Regions from separate parts of the Mus musculus genome. Here region 1 is linked to region 2. The links are chromatin contacts, called in public Hi-C maps. All regions are on one chromosome and are shown on one strand. The core of a region is the stretch at or near the end of the contact, and the rest is flanking DNA. Distances in the headings are between cores, read along the strand shown.

The links. A called contact is a pair of places that touch in the nucleus more often than the background predicts.
Region 1: a Hi-C map of regulatory T cells shows a contact between it and region 2, with 2.4 times the contacts expected there. The contact joins two enhancer-like sites. A contact is called at or near these places in 7 of 39 promoter capture datasets (the 3T3-L1 cell line, the C10 cell line, HPC-7-derived erythroid cells and 4 more), 2 of 484 Hi-C or Micro-C datasets (Th1 cells and regulatory T cells), 2 of 115 datasets of contacts at active chromatin or transcription factors (embryonic midbrain and memory CD8 T cells) and 1 of 9 other capture datasets (liver).

What each region holds. Positions count from the first base shown.
Region 1 is chr16:90,274,268-90,277,107 of GRCm38.p6, forward strand. All of the region lies in intron 1 of Scaf4 (SR-related CTD-associated factor 4), which reads right to left. Among named protein-coding and RNA genes, the nearest start is that of Scaf4, 8.8 kb to the right of the region's middle. Within about 2 kb of position 1,419, at least 8 of the 459 cell types and tissues checked have an H3K27ac peak or open chromatin away from gene starts, as enhancers often do. A contact at or near this core is called in regulatory T cells, where this site is marked.
Region 2 is chr16:89,824,475-89,827,566 of GRCm38.p6, forward strand. The region is part of intron 15 of Tiam1 (T cell lymphoma invasion and metastasis 1); the gene reads right to left. Among named protein-coding and RNA genes, the nearest start is that of Gm52239, 32 kb to the left of the region's middle. Within about 2 kb of position 1,632, at least 34 of the 459 cell types and tissues checked have an H3K27ac peak or open chromatin away from gene starts, as enhancers often do. A contact at or near this core is called in regulatory T cells, where this site is marked.

The DNA of each region.
Region 1 (2,840 bases), core at 169-2,668, 450 kb after region 2:
GTTCAATCCCCAGGACCCATGCAAAGGTAGCACTAACTCCATATGGTTATCCTGACCTCCACAAGCACACTGTGGTGTGTACACACACCCACCACACACACAGCAATATTCTAGACTGTCCATGCTTGTCTCTGCCACTGCTCTAGTTCACTAACACAGAGCCAGGTTTCAAGAACAATTATTATTATTAATTATTATTATGCTTCACTAGTGAACTTGAACATTAGTATCTCATTGAAATCACCTATGAAGAATCTTTTTCAGTATTTCCTCCTAGACATCAACAAAGAACAAAAGAGCTTGTTTCAAAAATGTTAAATCATTTTATTGGAAAATAATTAGAAAAAGTTTTAGCATTTAGACAGATACATAATATTAGCTATAGCACCTGGTTGTTATCAATGAGCAAACACAGAATTTCTACCCTCTCTTGGCTTTTCCTGTCTCTTCTAGCTAACTTCTTAAAAATATCACATCAAAAACAAATATACCAGCCGGGCAGTGGTGGCGTATGCCTTTAATCCCAGCACTTGGGAGGCAGAGGCAGGCGGATTTCTGAGTTCAAGGCCAGCCTGGTCTACAGAGTGAGTTTCAGGACAGCCAGAGCTATACAGAGAAACCCTATCTTGGAAGGAAAAAAAAAAAAAACCCACAAATATACCTTCTGAATAAAATTTAGAAATCAACAAAATAATTTTTTTCTTTAAGTTTTTCAAGACAAGGTTTCTCTGCAGTCTTGGTTGTCGTTCGCTCTATAGACCAAGTTTGGCTTCAAAAACAAGAATTCCTCCTTCCTCTCCCTCTACCTGCCACATGTGTTTTGCCACCACTGCCCCACTCAACACAATAATTTACAAAGCCATGTGGTTGGCTAACAGATTTTGTTTTCAATCTAACAACCAAATTGAGCAAGAAATAGTAAAATGGTTTGTCATAATGTAACATTTGAGTTTTAAAAAGTTTTTTTTTTTAAATATAATGAAACTATACTCTAAAACTGTACAATTCACTGGTTTTTAGAATACTGGACAACAATGAAGGGCCTTTATATAAATTTGGACAGCCACCATAATGGCACATACCTGTTATCCTATCACAACAGAGCCAGGCACTGACTGCTGCACACTCAGAAGTAGTCTGGGCTACAGTGTTACCTGCTCATCTGAATTACAAAGAAAGATCCTGTTCCCAAGAAAGAGAAAGACTTGCATGTGACAATCACCATGGTTTAGCTATCCTTTCTTTGGTGGACTTAACTATTATTGTTTGTCAAATCTTAGGAATTAGATGATACATACACATTTTAAAAAAATGTGTGGTGGCACCTGCACAAAGCCTTTAATCCCAGCACTTGGGAGGCAGAAGCAGGCAGATCTGTTTGAGTAGGAGGCCAGCCTGACCTACAAAGGAAGTTGGCAGGACTTCAAGTGCTATACAGAGAAACTTGTGGCGCTCACCCGTTCAGTGCCCAGGGATCCCCAAGCCCAGACTTTTAAGTGGATGCTGGGATCCACAATCGACCTTATGCTGACACAACAAACACTACCGAAATGAGCCACATCCTCACTCTAGGCGTTTATTTGTAAGGGATACCATGTTACCTAAGGAGTTACAAGGCGCAATGGAGCACCTGCTGCTCTTGCAGAACAACAGGTTCAGTTCCCTGTACCCACATGGTGGCTTTACAACCACCCATAACTGCAATTCTCAGAAATCTCCCCTTCTGGCCTCTGCTGGCAGTGTGCACCTGATGCACAGGCAAAATGCTCCTACAAATAAAATAAAACCTATAAAAACTTAGATACATTATAATAATAATGTAGTTATACCCTATGTAGGTAGGGTTTTATTGCTTCAGTTAAAAGTTAGTGCTAACCAAGAACAGGGAGAGGACAAAATAGAAATCTCATTATTAAGTACACAAAAACACTGGAGATCTTTCAGAGGTAGATTATATACTACAAAGTTGGTCAACTGCTTTAACACAATAGCTTATAGAGAGAGGCAACTCCACCAGTAGACTAGTGGCCTAGGGAATAGGATAAATAAGATCCGGTCTAAACACAACACATGCTCTGTTTATTCTTTACTTACCATTAAGTATTTGTAATTTAAATACCATCAGGAATAAAATATCCCACCATCCTAGTATCTTGTTAGTCTAGACTCTTAAGTCCTAAAGGAGTACAGTGGCTCCTGCTGGGATTAACCAACATTCCACTGGCAAGCCTACATATAACCTAGAGCGCAAATCCACTGAGCATAAGTTCATCAGGAAATACCCATTTCCCCACCTCAAGTTGTCAGTTCCAAATAGTCACTGTAAAAAATTATGAAACTGAGATTTCTTTGGGTCCAGTGTCTCCAGTCTTGTGATATACCTGAGTATATTCCTGTGTTTGAGCAATATACTCAACTATGCTGGTTATATCAATGCCTTCTCCTTGCTGAGATTATGTTTCTAATATACTTGCAAAGAGCTAGAATAAGTGTCAAACATACAGTGAATATGGAGCTTTAAAACTGAAGCCTCATGAACAAAAATTATGCAGAATGTCATTACTAAATGACAAATGGGAAATGGGAATTCATACAGAAGTTTACAGTGGTATAAACAGGTAAAAAATCAGACACTGTTTTTTGAGGTAAAAAGCATGACTGAATTAAGACAGAAGTCTGTGGTGTGTGGGAGCGTATGTGGAGGCCAGATGACAACTTGACGGGGTGGTTTCACTCCTTTCACCTTTGCTAAGGTTCCAGGGACTGAACTCAGGTGGTGAGACTCTCAGCGAGTACTTTCACTTGCCTCTCTCCGTAGGGTAGTTTTTGATTAAGATGAT
Region 2 (3,092 bases), core at 382-2,881:
ATAATATCAACCAACCAGAGCTCCCAGGGTCTAAACCACCAACCAAGGAGTACACATGGAGAGACCCATGGCTCCAGCTGCATATGTAGCAGAGAATGGCCTTGTGGGACATCAATGGGAGAAGAGGCCCTTCATCCCATGAAGGCTCAATGCCCCAGTGTAGGGAATGCCAGGACAGGGAGGCGGGAGTGGGTGGGTGGGCGGGGGTACACCCTCCTAGAAGCAGGAGGGGTGCAGAATAGGGAAAAGGGATAACATTTGAAATGTAAATAAATAAAATGCCCCCCCCCCAAGAATCATGCCCAATTTCCAGAGGAGGGGGGGCATCAACCCACCCACAAAACCTCGAACCCAGAATCTGTCTTGCCTACAGAAGTGCAGGGACAAAGATGGAGCAGAGACTGAGGACACAGCCAACCAATGACTGCTCCAACTTGAGACCCATCCCATGGCAGAGTCAACCCCTGACGCTATTAATGATACTCTGCTATGCTTGCAGGCAGGAGCCTAGCCTAAGTGTCCAGCAGTGGATGGAGGCAGATACAGAGACCCACAGCCAAACATCAGGAGGAGCCTGGAGAGTCAGGAGGAAGAGTGGGGGAGAGACGTGAACAAGTCAACGGGTCAAGAACACCATGAGAAGATGCACAGAGTCAATAACTTGGGACCATGGGGGCTCACAAAGCCTGGGCCACCAACCAGGCATCATGCAGCAGCTGTACCTAGGCCCCCTACACATTTGTAGCAGGTGTGCAGCTTGGTCTTCAGGTAGGTCCCCTAAGAAGTGGGGCAGGGGCTATCTCGGTCTCGGCTCCCAGCCATTGGATCCCCTTCCCGCTACCTGAACGGCCTGATTGGACCTCAGTAGGAGAGGATGTGCCTAGTCCTGCTGGGACAGATGTTCCACAGTGGTGGGGGTAATCCAAGGCAGGCTCCCCTTCTAAGGAGAAGGGGAGGGAGCAGCAAGGGGAGGGATTTGTAAGGGTAGGAGTGGGAGAAGAGGAAAGGGGGTCTGTGATCGGGATGTTAAGTGAATAAAATGGGGAGGGGGAAATTCATTTCCAAACTGCAAGAGCAAACAGTCAAAGATCAGGGACAGGTTACATAAGTTATAAACGGAATTTAAAAATGCAATTCAGGAAAGAGAAGGGAGAATAAGTAAGACAAATGAAATGAGATCATAGAGACAGAAATGAGATCGCAGAAGCAGGTCAGAATACACGAATCTGCCAAAACACATTAAAGACTTAAACACAGTATAAAGCAGAGCCCCACGAAATGTCCAAGAACACAGAGAGTCAAGACACGGGGAGCACAACCAAGCACACAGAACGCTCTGGAAATGAGTAAATCCAACAGGCTCCGTTAGGACATGGAGGATGCAGGTGTTTATAACGGCTAAGCTTGATTCACGAGTGACTTCATAACCCTGGTCCCGGGGATCAGCCATTTACACAAGCAGCCACCCACCGAGGGACAGCTACGTGCAGGCCGACCACACTGGCGGCATCTTTCCTAGAACTAACTTTTTTTTCTTAAATAAAAGTCCAGTGACACCGAAGACAGTACAGAAGAACAACAAGACTGAGGTACTTTCCCTGCCAGAGGAAACCCAAGATAAACATACAGTAAGATAACACAGGCATAGAACAGACTGCTCAGAAGAGCCCCTGCCCCTCGGTGGAAGTATAGCACTGAGCAGACGCCCCAGGGCAGTCAGGAAAGGAACAAACGTCTGACAAATTCGGGGAGTGCCTTGACGGCCCATGTTGGAAGGAAAAAATAAAGGAAAGAAAACACTGGCTTCTACTCACCCCATTCCCAGAAAACCAGCACAGGGTGGACACAAACAGAAATGTCAAGCATTTAAGCTTTAAGTCTCTCGGCAGAAAATATATGTGGCAAATACAACTAGCAAGAGAGAAGGCAAGGGCATACAATACAGGTCTGGGGCTTGTAAAAGTCACGAGCTCAGTCCCTCTTACCCTACTTGGAGCCCAGCACTGGGCTGGGTCAAGGCTTGCTTTGACCAGTGGAAATAGTCTAAGTGAAAATCCACACATTTCTAGCCAGGGCCCAAGTGGTTGCACAGCTCCCCGTTCTTGCCCACCGTGCAAAGAAACTTCAAACCACGGTCTGGGGGACGAAGGGCTTCACGGAGAGGAGGGCCCTACTGGAGACCCAGTGTATATGGGGCTCGTGTAACAGAGACCCAGTTACACGCAGACAAGAGCAGGGTCAATCACGCAGCCTCAGACCAGTCCCAGACCAGCTGCGTGAGCCGCTGCAGAGGAACACAGCAGTCTCCAGCCCCCTGAGGCTGGCCTACACTGCCAGGTTACAGAGGACCAAGGCTGTCTTGCAGTGAGACACTCTGCAACAATAACCACTAAACCAATCAGGGCTGTGTGCTGATGACCAAAGAAACAGGACAGAGGAAGTGACAATGGCCAGCTTCAGGAATGCTGAGGGGAAGGCATAGGATGGCAGTCCAAACAGAAAGGAGACATCATCTTCCCATATTCAAATCCTCCTCTGGAGACCCTCGGCTTAGTGGGACCTATGGGTCATGATAAATGTGTAAGTATCATGTACACACATACACAAGTACATAAAATAGAAATGTAATGAAAGGATTACAGAAAAAGTCATAAAGACTGCGAATTTGGGCATGACTGATCTCATGACCTTGTAGAGAAAGTAAACCATAAAGGACATTAATGATTTCTAAAATTATTATTTTATGTGCACCGGTGTTTCGCCTGTATGTATTGATGTGTGCACCCCTGACGTCAAGAGAGGCTGGAAGAGGGTATCCGATCTCTTAGAACTGGAAGAGACAGTTCTCTTACAGACAGTTGTAAGCCACCATGTGGGTGCTGGGGATTAAACCTGGGTTTTCTGCAAGATAAACAACCATTCTTAACTGCTTAGCCATCTCTTCAACTCCAACACTAAGGACTTTTAAAAACATAAAATGAAGGCGCCTCCCTCTCCCCCCAGTCTGCAAAATTAATTCCCATACAGACACTCAATCTGACAGATGCCATCGACCAACTCTCGCTGCAAATCAAGACAAGGCGTTTACATCC